2 separate regions of the Mus musculus genome follow, and region 2 is linked to region 1. A link is a contact called in public promoter capture Hi-C data. All regions are on one chromosome and are shown on one strand. The core of a region is the stretch at or near the end of the contact, and the rest is flanking DNA. Distances in the headings are between cores, read along the strand shown. Region 1 overlaps Lrpprc (leucine-rich PPR-motif containing). Region 2 overlaps Lrpprc (leucine-rich PPR-motif containing).

The links. Capture Hi-C pulls out chosen DNA fragments and counts their contacts.
Region 2: a promoter capture Hi-C map of pancreatic islet shows a contact between it and region 1. The contact joins two enhancer-like sites. A contact is called at or near these places in 3 of 39 promoter capture datasets (the 3T3-L1 cell line, embryonic stem cells and trophoblast stem cells), 18 of 484 Hi-C or Micro-C datasets (the AML12 cell line, bone marrow-derived macrophages, cerebral cortex and 8 more), 4 of 115 datasets of contacts at active chromatin or transcription factors (embryonic stem cells and large pre-B cells) and 3 of 9 other capture datasets (adipose tissue, embryonic stem cells and pancreatic islet).

What each region holds. Positions count from the first base shown.
Region 1 is chr17:84,705,963-84,711,859 of GRCm38.p6, forward strand. It overlaps Lrpprc (leucine-rich PPR-motif containing), which reads right to left. Exons shown (of 38, transcript NM_028233.2): 33 at 4,573-4,712; 34 at 4,329-4,444; 35 at 2,126-2,200; 36 at 1,132-1,216; 37 at 1-79. Among named protein-coding and RNA genes, the nearest start is that of Abcg8, 26 kb to the left of the region's middle. Within about 2 kb of position 3,704, at least 35 of the 459 cell types and tissues checked have an H3K27ac peak or open chromatin away from gene starts, as enhancers often do. A contact at or near this core is called in pancreatic islet, where this site is marked.
Region 2 is chr17:84,774,905-84,780,801 of GRCm38.p6, forward strand. It overlaps Lrpprc (leucine-rich PPR-motif containing), which reads right to left. Exons shown (of 38, transcript NM_028233.2): 2 at 2,037-2,230; 3 at 485-607. Among named protein-coding and RNA genes, the nearest start is that of Lrpprc, 13 kb to the right of the region's middle. Within about 2 kb of position 2,352, at least 27 of the 459 cell types and tissues checked have an H3K27ac peak or open chromatin away from gene starts, as enhancers often do. A contact at or near this core is called in pancreatic islet, where this site is marked.

The sequences.
Region 1 (5,897 bases), core at 2,454-4,953:
AACAGGTCATCTAGCTTCAAGTTCTTGGCTGTCAAATACTCATACAGTGCTTTAGCCGAGGCCACATCTTTGTCTAAGGCTGAAGGAGAAGGAGTCAGAGGAGAGAGATGACTCGCAGGTGAAGAGACCCTCTTCTTTCCCTTGCACCCTTTGCTGCCCAGGCGCTCCAGGATCTGAGACAAGGAACTGCAAGCTCCCGTAGGGGGCCACTCAGAACCCGCAGCCTGCCTCCACCGCGCTCACTGTGAGGGTAAGGGAAAGGGCGGGCAGGCACAGGGAGCCTGAAGAACACCATTCATGGCACTGGTGTATCTAGCGGAGAAAGCACCGTGTAAATGAACGATCACATTCTCAACTGTAGAGCATGAGGCTGTGAGGAGCAGGGCTTAGCCCTGATGCTCTCTCAAGGGGAGGAGTGGGGACCTGCGAAAGCTCAGCCAGGCAGCTTCCCTGTGAAAGGGCCACCCCTGCTGCAAGGGCCCTCATTCTGCAGGCCTGGGTCTGCATCTTTATCTACCTCTGCCCTAATCGTCCACTTTTTAAGGCATTTGATACTGTTTGCTACTCACATAAGGAGATCTATGATTTCTGCTGTTTGTAAATATTGCAAGACTCCATGTGGGAACGAAGAATCGATTTACTAGTTCTAAGTCTGCTGCTCCACTATACCCGAGTGTAACGAGCAGGTCTGAGGGTGGGACATGGACACATCAGCACTTCATCTGCTCTGTGACAAACCTTCCACTGCCTCCTTCGCATGGACTGTCTGACTGTGGACATCGATGGCTGTGCACTTCAGCTGAGGCAGGAGATAAGCCTTGGCCTCAGTGGAACGCAGAGGCAGGAGGAGGCCGCACTTCTGCCCTGCAGGGCGGGCCTTGGGAGGGAGGAGCGGCTTCCTCACAGAGTCTGCCCGGCCCGGCACACTCTGGAGGTGTTCAGGAACGTTTTTCAATGTTAAAGCTCTAGGAACAATTTCATGCTTTTCTATAGTTTAAGAACATATTCTAGAGCTAAGTAAATGAGTAATTATCTGAAATTGAGGAATATTCCTTTGAGCTGATCTCACAGTTGACTATACTTAGAAATATTTACATCACTTGAATAACGTAGCACGATTAAATTTATTACCATAGCTTTTCATGCTGCAAGAATATACTTTATCGTTATCACGTAACTCAGGAATCAGTTCTAACAAAGTCTTCAGAACTGGTGCCTAGAAGGTAAACAGAGGTAATACTCAAAAGCAGTCTGCAGAGGTAGCAGACACACACAGTGTCACAAACTACTACAGTCAGAGCATAGCCACCGCGTGACTTAATGGATCATTTGACTTCTGTTTATCTCAGCATTTGATATTAATTTGATAAATCATAGCCAGATAAAAATCAACATTTTTAATAATTAAAGGCATCTCATTTACATATCTGAGTGCTTTCAAAAATAAATATAAAACAAAATCAAAGGACTGAACACTTCTTTTATCAACTGTTAACTTATCAAAAAGTTGTAAGATAAACTTTACAGAAATAAGTTGTATTTTAATGTAAAAAAGAATTCAGGATAAACTATGAAGATAAAGGCTCTGCAGCGCCCCCTATCTGGTACACAAGTGCATTAGGGTTTCCCAGGAGGGTCCTTCACTGCCTGGAGGACTTCCTGCAGAGAAGACTCAGTAAGTCTGCAGTGACCTTCACGTAGTTCTTACCCAAGTCCAGTCTAGCTCAGTACCCACTGCACTGCCAATGCACTGTGCTCAGCACTTAAAGGTCCTAACCCCACAGCACAGAGTCAGATCCGCCCGAGGCTCTCCTGAACTCCTTCCTGCCCATCTCCTGAGGACATAAGACTGAGGGTCATGTCAGGATTTGGTGCACCCTAAGAAGGTTCTACCATCAAACCATACAATAGCATCCAAAACATAAAATAGGGCCTGTTGTCTTTTACATACTTACACATACACACACACACACACACACACACACACACACACACACACACACACTTTTAAAAAGTAGCCAAATATAGACAGGCCATGTCTCCCTTTCTGTGGAGTTGTCAGTGAGGTTCTGAGCCGCAATGGGTCAGGACCATCTGACTGGACGGCTCTAACAAAGCTCCGTACCTTTTTCGGTTTCTGAGAAGTCCTCAGACAGAACACCGACAGAAGCGAGCTCTGCTCGGCAATGGCACCGCATCTCTGAAAGGCAGAGCAGTGTCAGTGGCGGTGTTAAGTGAGCCAGCCAGGGCAAATCTCCCAATTAAGGAAGTTCCCGGTGACACAGCAACGCACCATGCCCACCAGGAGCCCAGCATCTGGCCAGGTTTACTTAGGCACGAAAGGGGGCGATGGGCGAGCTGTGTCAACCCTGGTGAGTGTGGCTCTCTGCATCAGGGATGAAGTTTGTTTAAAGAGAAAAGGGAAAAATTAAACTAATGCTTCAACAAGCACAGAACAAGGCTCAGGACTGCAAAGAAAGAGGGAGGAAGGACCACCACTCCTCGCCAATTACTCTGCCAAGCATTCACAAGTGAGCTAGGGATCATAAGGTTAATTATACATTTAATAAGGTGTCAGGGAGATAACTGCTCGTTTCTTTATAAAAATTAAAATGTACAAAGCAAGTTCTCTTTAAAGTATAATTACCTACACTTATGCATACAAAAGGACTGATTTCAATCTCTGCAGTTATAAAAGGCTTTCACTGCAACAGACAGCCAGTGCTCGAGAAAGAGACAAAAGTTATACTAACAAAGTTTCTATGACAGACCAGATAAATCAAGTGTCTATCCAGTCCTACATGCTTTAGTCAAATGAAATCTGGCAAGACAATATTTTAGTTTACATCATCGCAGATGTCATCCTCCACGTTTCTGACAGCACAGTGCTTGCTCAAAGCTTTACAACACTGTCAATGCTAAGATGAACAGCACAAAAAAACGGCTGGGACACACACAACATTGGCGTCATAAACACCCGGGAGCCAAGCGCTCCTCACTAGAGAAGCTCAGCTCTTCATTGTGTGGCAGGCAGAGATGCGGCTGCTGTCAGGTCTGCACTCAGCCACCACCAAGAGCTCCAAGGTGTGGTACGGCTGCTGGAGACAGCTCTGAGCATGGCTGCTGGCAATTCTACTTCTCTGGAAGGCATGAAAATGGTGGCTCACAATGAGCTGGTAGAGCCAGCAAGGTCCTCCTCTAGAGAACAATTAGAAGAGTGTGTTCAAGGTGAAAGAACACCTTCACCAGTGTGACTAGGTATCTGCTTACAGCCCAGGGTAACCTGTTAGCACCAAACCCAGGGAGATAAAGCATAAAAGGCTGCCTGAGAGAACAATGAAGATTCCCAGAAAACTATCTGTCCAATTTCCTACAAAGGAAGTAAACAAACCAAACCAAACAGAAGCAATCTGTTAAAGCAGAGGAAAATGTTCAGACACGCCTCTGTAAGTGGCGTGGCTTGTGCTGTCAAGCTAGACACACTTGGATCAAACCTGGAGCTCAAGCCAGTGGCTAGAGCGTGCCGTCCACATCTTCACTGACTCCTCCCAGCTGGTAGGAGCGGAAGTGAACATAACAGTATTTACAATCAGAAATTGGTCCCAGGCCTCAATTTGACACAGGGAGTCTACACAAACACAGCCGCTGGCGGGATCACCGTGACTGTTTGACTGCCACCTGCTGGGAAGGGGCCCCCGGCGGTGCCTGTTTGTGTACATTGCCAGCGGCGGCGGATCACCCACCGCTCCAGCGCGCTTGGCACAGCTTTCTATTTAGAGCTGTTAAAATGGCATGAAAGCAGTCGTCTCCTCTCCTCCAGATTGCTGATTTAACTGAGTGCGGGCCACAGAGAGAGCCACATTTGTCATTTAATGTGTCTGTGACACATTAGTGAATAGAAAGCAAATTCAACTCTTAATAAACCTTGAATAAGGCACTGAGAATGTTTGAGTATTCAAGTGAGAAGCTGTACGTGAAAAGCAAACATTTCCTACTTCTTGTTTGCAAACTGTGTTGCCATGGTGATGCACAGTATTTAGAGCATTAAAGAAATTAGGAAACCAAAGGATTTGATGCTTTGCATTAGCCATCTTTGCAGAACCACTTGTCTCAGTTTCCTACTCGACGCCTGTCTTAATTACTAGGATTTCCAGTTCGACCTGACATCTTTAAAACTGGCAATAGACAGCCCACAGGGTCGTCATGCAATCTGGATTGACACTGAACTTCAGGGTTCTAGCAGGAGTTTCATCCATCCCGTGCACTCCGGTCTAGTCCTCTCCCAGTTCAATTCTCATGAGCTCCGAGTCCCGATGAGGAGTCATTACCTCTAAGAGAGCTCTGGCCTCATCCACCTTGCCTGAATCCACAAGCTGCAGGAATAGATCAGTGACGGGCTTGTAAAGTGCAAACTGATTCGCCATTCTCTCAGACATGATGCTTACTGCAAGAAACACAGGTAAGGAAAAGCGTTCACTAAACGGGAATGGCTCACGGGCCAAAGAAGTCTGGGCCAATTTCACCCAAGACAAAGATGAGCTTCTACGCTCTTTTAACAGCAAGGCAACTCACACTTCTCTAGCGCTGGTTCCATCTGCTCTTCGATCACTTTTCTGAATAGATACGACAAGCCAAAGTACTGAGGTTCTATGGCTTGGTTCTCGGAAGCAAGCAGGTGCTCAATGTTTTCTATGGCAGCATCAAGTTTATTACTGTAAATGAAAACAAAATCACAATAAAGTATTTACTTGTATAAAATTGCAGTCCGTTTTAACTCATGTGGATACTCATGCAAATACTTCAGAAAAAAGGGACTATATTTATAAGCAGATTAATAACTAATAATTTTCAAAGCCTATCATGTAACATAACCTAGTTATATAGATATAAAATGCTATAATTTTGGCTTTATAGATCACAGAGGGCATTAGAATATGAAGCAAAGACAACATATGACATTTGGAGATGAAAAAAAATAAAAAGATCATACACCAAAAGTTGTACTTTCATGGCTAACAGAGACTTCTTTTCATCGGGCACCATATATTTGGAAAATACTCAATACTAGAATCCTCAGAAAAGGGCACTTTTTTGGGGGGGGGGGGGGAGAAAAGAAATTCTGTGGCCTTCCTGAACAAAGTAGGAAACAATATCCTTCTCACTGTCTTGTGATGAGACAATCTATGACTGATCTGTGCAGTTATAACGTGCTGACATAAATCAACTTCATGTTGAAATTAGTATATTAAGAGTAAGAATTCTGGGCTGGAGAGATGGTTCAGCGGTTAAGAGCACTGACTGCTCTTCTGAAGGTCCTGAGTTCAAATCCCAGCAACCACATGGTGGCTCACAACCACCTGTAATGAGATCTGACGCCCTCTTCTGGTGCATCTGAAGACAGCTACAGTGTACTTATGTATAATAGTAAATAAATCTTAAAAAAAAAAGAATTCTAATTAAAAACAAGCGTCTTATGGACTTAGGTAGAAGAGTTATTAAGTGAATAAAAACATTTTCCACAGCATAAAAAATAATATATCATAAATTTAAAATATTCATCTAGCTCTTACATAGATCAAATTTTAAAAATCACATTTTCTTATTAAAAATGAAGTTTGAAACTCTATTTAGGGAAATAGTCTAAGTCTATAATGGCTGTCTTGCCTGTATGTTTGTACAGACATCAGGGGAGGTGTCAGAGCCTACATGGCTGGGAGCTGCCATGTGGGTGCTGGGAACTGAACCTGGGTCTTCTGGAAGACATTGATTGACTCATAAAGAAATGAGCCGTTGCTCTAGCCCCAAGGAAACAGTTTAAAGTTAAAACCAAAACATTTTCTACTAAAAGAAACAGGAATAAACAAACAAAAGTACCTCTTGCAAAATAGCATTTTAAT
Region 2 (5,897 bases), core at 1,102-3,601, 68 kb after region 1:
CTACAGCAGAGCCTCTTGTGTGAGTCGCTCCCTGGGAGCTGAGCTCTAACAATGCTTTGGGACTGTGGAGTGAGTTAAGTTACAACCGTAGCTCAGTGACTGTTTTCTCACTTATCAAAATTCTAATTCATAATATGAAAACTACTTTATTCTTAATGCCCCTAGGTGTCACTAAGCTCACCAAATAAACATATTGCAAAAAAGTACTGAATCAAGAAGTCATGATAAGGGCTGGCGAGATGGCTCAGGAGGTAAGAACACTGACTGCTCTTCCAGAGGTCCTGAGTTCAATTCCCAGCAACTATATGGTGGCTCACAACCACCTGTAATGAGATCTGAAGACAGCTACAGTGTACTTACATATAATAATAAATAATCTTTAAAAAAAAAAGTCACGATAAAGTAAGTTTATAATACTTATGTGAAGAACACAGTGGAACAGAAAAAAAAACATACCTTACGTTATGCACTAAAACAATCATACCTAACTGCTGAAGTTTGTCCCAGATCTTGTGAGCAAACTCTGTCCTCTCGGCGAGACTCAGTTCGGGCAGGAGCGAGCCACAGCTGCGCAGCAGAAGCAGAGCTTGATTGCTCCCTGGGCTACCTGTGCAGAAACAGTTCATGGAGCACGGTGACTGCCCCAATTCCACGGAGGCATCAACACAGTGTAATCTGAAGCTTATAAACGATTTCAACACCCTCAGGCTTTTCAAAGAGATCAAGAAAAATATCCTTTAACCATCCACAGCCTCATGGCTCACCAAAGACAAGACAGTACCCAGACACCACCCAATCCACAACACTAATAAATATTACAACTTAAAATTGTACTAGTAGTCTGCTTTAAAAAGCCTACAAAACTTACACAATCTGTAAAACTAATAAGTCCAAAGAGAAACAAATTTTTTTTTTTTTTAAATATTTATTTATTTAATGTAAGTACACTGTAGTTGTCTTCAGATACTCCAGAAGAGGGCATCAGATTTCATTACGGATGGTTGTGAGCCACCATGTGGTTGCTGGGATTTGAACTCGGGACCTTTGGAAGAGCAGTCGGCGCTCTTAACCACTGAGCCATCTCACCAGCCTGAGAAACAAATTTTTAAGCAGTGCTTGCTACGTGTTCGAGGCTAAGCTTCTTGGTGTCTTATGACAATGACAGAAAGCAGACAAGAACTCATCATTATCAAACTTAAGTTCATCTCCATGTCCCTAAAAACAACTTCAAGATGAAACAAAAATAAACACGTATTGTATAACTCCATCTACAAGTACATCCAGAGCAAGGACCTAAGGGGGCAGAAAATACACTTGTGGGTGCCTAGAACCTGAAAGATGAGAGGGGCTGGGGAGGGTGCCCATGGAGAGTTGTGACAGCTCTGAGTAGATGGGAGGTTCTGGTCCTTCAGTGCACAGAAGATCTGCTTTATACAGAATGGACCCCACAAACAGGCTCTAGGAGTTTATCGAATCTTCTTTAAATGCACACAAAATTGTACGTGTTAGCCCATTCGCCTTTGTAGCTGTGATGTGAGAGGGAAAGCCTGGGGACAGGGCCTGCAGCTCCTGTCAGGGCTACCTGTTTAACAGTTGACTGGTGTCTATCAGCCTTCGATGCGCTCATCTCGGGAGAAGCTGACACCACAAGGAAAGAAGAGAAAAGCTGGTGCCTTCCACCTCAGCTTACCACTGCAAGCAACCCTAGACGCCAGGGCGAGCAATGGACGTTTCTATTTGCTGACTCTGAAATGAACGCTGAACAAGGTATTTTTATGTTACTTCAAACTCTGCCTGGATGAACTGGAAGGACAGCAGGATCAGAGTCACAGCAGACAGATGGACAACAGCAAGTACCACAGTGACAGCTGACAATGTCAGATAACACTCTTCCCAGGGAGAGTCACAGCAGACAGATGAACAACAGCAAGTACCACAGTGACAGCTGACAATGTCAGATAACACTCTTCCCAGGGCAGCGAGCTTCCGGAAACGCGTTAAAAACTTCAGCTTCCTACAGAGAAACTCTCAAATACCTGAGCTACACGTGCTCTCAAAGACTCTCTGCAGAAGCCCCTTTGTGATGCGGCCTGTTCTCCGGACAGAATTATCCAGTCTCATCAGAGCCCAGTCAAATTGACTGCTGTTCTTTCTCACAGGAGCAGGCTCCTCTTGAAGATCCCTTTTCTCAGCAACGATGGCATACAATCTGGCTTGGCTCAGACGCTCTCTGTAAAATGAAACACAATTAATAACAAACTAAGTAAATAAACTGTTATCTACACAGGGCATCACTTGTGTGAAGTTACCAAGTTCTGATAGTCACTAAAACTGCAATGAAATAGCAGAGATACTTGGAGAAATATACACTAGCAACAAATCAATCTCTCTCTCTCTCTCTCTCTCCCTCTCCCTCTCCCTCTCCCTCTCCCTCTCCCTCTCCCTCTCCCTCTCCCTCTCTCTCTCTCTCTCTCTCTCTCACACACACACACACACACACACACACACACACACCCCAGTGCTTCTGAGTGGATTGATAACCTTCAACCTGAAGTCATTTCAAACCAACAAGCTAATACGATGTTTCCTTACTAAAGGAGAATAAAGCAGCCCAGACATAACCAGCTCCTCACACTCGGGAAAGTGAGACACAAGGCCAAGGTGGACTCCAAACTCGCAAACCACCTTCAGGTTTTTTTCTGGGCATAAGCTTATTATGACTGTAACTAGGTTACGTCCTTATGAACGAGGCGCCCGCTTTCACGGCTCTGTGTCTGTCAACAGTTTGAATGCTTCCCTCGCTCTTTAAAGTAGTAACCATCAAAAGTGAAACTTCACTCTGAGCGTAAACATTATTTTTAAAGATGTTATAAGAGCTTAGCTAAGATCATAATAATGTTTCTACAGAATAATGTATCTTTTATTTTTTATTTTTTGAAACAGGGTCTCATTTAGTCCAGGCTGGCCTGGAACTGCCAATAGAACCAACAATAACTTTGAACTTCTATTTTCCCTGCTTTTACCTCTGCTGGGATAGCAGGCCTGCGACGCAGGTTATTCAGTGCAGGGACGGGGCCCATGCTAATCGAGCACCCTACAATCTGAGCTACCGATATCTCTAGAAGAAGCAACTCTCTTTAAATCAATATTTTGATAGTGGAGTCTAATATACATTTCAGTGTTCTAAAACATGCTACCAGTGGTTTTCCATGCTATAGGAATAAATGCTATACTTGATTTACAAATGTCAAATCTAAAATATAATCCTTACATGTAAAAAATACTGTCATACATAAATCTTTGATTTTTAAAGGCTTTCTATGAATTCAGGATCTTACTTTTTAACATATGCAATTCTTGGGGAACTACTTCAAATATCTTATTTTTAGCTGCCACTAAGTTATATTACATATTATGCCTAAAAATATTAAGTCAAGAAATACTTTCAGGATAACCACATTCTCTGGCTTGTAGACCTTTTTACCAGTCAGTGGTGAGCTAAGTGCCCAAGTCAGCGACAGAGCATGTGTTTAGCATGCAAATCCCTAGGTTTTTTCTCACTGTCCCCAAAGCCACCGTTTTCCTACATCATAAATTGACTATGTATGTGAAGTTGCATCAAAAGCTCTGTCACTTATAAAGCAGTCTGTAACTGATACTAGAGTAGAAATTATACCAGTGACCAGAGACAAATCACAACCACCTGACCATCACATATACAGAAATAAATCAGAAACTACGGTGCGGGGGAGCGGGAGGGGGGACCTAGGGATATTGCCAAATAAGGTGATATCCTCTGCACATGCACAAGTGTGCGGACAGCTGTTTGTTAAGTAAGCAGAATTACTTAAATGATATGTTATCATCCACAAACCAGAGAAGATGCATATTTCCCCCTACTTATCAAAAGCCTCAATGGTTATTCGTTACTATAATAATCATCAAAAACTATTGATAACTCAGAACACCGTGCAATAATTCATATAATGCAGAACTTTTTGAGCAGTAGAGGTGGACTTGCTAACTTCTATACAACTCAAATCAGAGGACTATTAAAGAGCACACACACAACTTTTTTTACATCCCGACTGCGGTTTACCCATTTCCCCCACTCCTCTCCTCCTATTCCCTGCCTCTTCTATATACTTCCCCCATCACTCCTCCTCTGTTCTCTTCAGAAAAGGGCAGGCTGGATATTAACCAGCCTCTGGCATATCATGCAGTGTGACTAGGCACCTCCTCTCCTACTAAGGCTAGAGAAGGCAGGGAAAAGGGTTCCAAAGGCAGGTGACAGGGGCAGAGGCAGCTCCTGCTCCCACTGTTGGGAGTCTCCCATGAAGACCAAGCTACACAACTGTGACATACGTGTGGAGAGTCAAGGTCAGCCCCATGCAGGCTCCCTGGTTGGCAGTTCAGTCTCTGTGAGGTACAACGTCTTTTTAATGGAGCTTTAAATGCTAGTATACATTATCATCGACAACAACAACAGCAGCAACAACACCACAATCCAGAATTTATTTTTTCCATTAATTTCCTTGTACAAGGCTGGTGACTAAACCAGAGTTTCCCATATGCCAAGCAAACACTCTATCCTAACCTGAATTACTATGAAGTCAATTCTGGCTTCACATCATTAGCAATGGGCATGCTGTCACAGAAAGGAGAGGGACACACTCATGGTTGGGCAAGCTGGGTCCACACAAGTTAGGAGCCCATCATTCAGGCCTGCACAAGCTGATGCAGCCTGCCTCTAAATTCTAAAGCTCCACAGAAGGAGACTGTATCAGCTCATGCAACTACCAACGGTAACAGCTTCCTCATGGTTTAAGGTAAACATAGTCCAGCTACCCATGCATTTTCTCAAGTAAACTCTGGTATTTTATAGTTTTGTTGTTGCTGTCTTTTTTGTTAATAATGGTGTGGCAGAGTATCCATATTTTGAAATACATAAATACATGAATGAGTGAATGAATGAATATGTGGACCAGAGGATAAACTTGAGCCACTTAATCATTTCTAAGCCTGCACCATTTTTTTAAGAATGATTTTGAGAAAAGCAGAGCTCACACACACCTTCCTCTCCAGTCTCCCTACCCACCGCGCCACACTAGTGTCCTGCATTAACTGGTACCTCCTTCCTGGTTAGTTTTATACCAACTTGACACAAGCAGGAGTCATCATGGAGGAGGGAGCCTCAATTTTAAAAAATGCCTCTATATAGATCTGGCTGTAGACAAGTCGCTGGCACATTTTAATTAGTGATCAATGGGGGAGGGCCCAGCCCGTCATGGGTGGTGGTCCTGAGTTCTATAAGAAAGCATGCTGAGCATGCCACCAAGAGAAAGCCAGTAAGCAGCACCCCTCCAAGACCTCTGCATCAGCTCCTGCCTCCAGGTTCCTGCCCTGTTTGAGTTCCTGTCCTGACTTCCTTCAGTGATGGACAATGATGTGGAAATGTGAGCCACATAAACCCCTTTCTCCCCAGATTGCTTTTGGTCAAGGTGTTTCACTCAGCATAGAAACCCTAAGACACCATAGCTGGTGCTGGCTGGCATTTATGCTCACTCTGGGATGGATGCCCACACCGATGGGCCCATGGGATGCCTACAAATACAGTATGTAGCCACTGTTGGGGGACCCTACAGAATGATATCACTGTGCCTGTGTCCCACCCCATAGTCCTGGGCTTCGTCCTAAATGCATGGCAAATGCAGATCATTCTACGCTTCCAGTTTGTCTTTCCAACTGCACGGTAACGCGCAGCCACTTCAGAATGGCTCCATCTTGTAAGAACAGCTCATGTCCCTCCACACCTTTTCACATATGGTAGTTTATTTCTTTATGAATGAATAATACTTCATAGTGTGGGTAAGCTTACTTTATCCACTTACCTACTG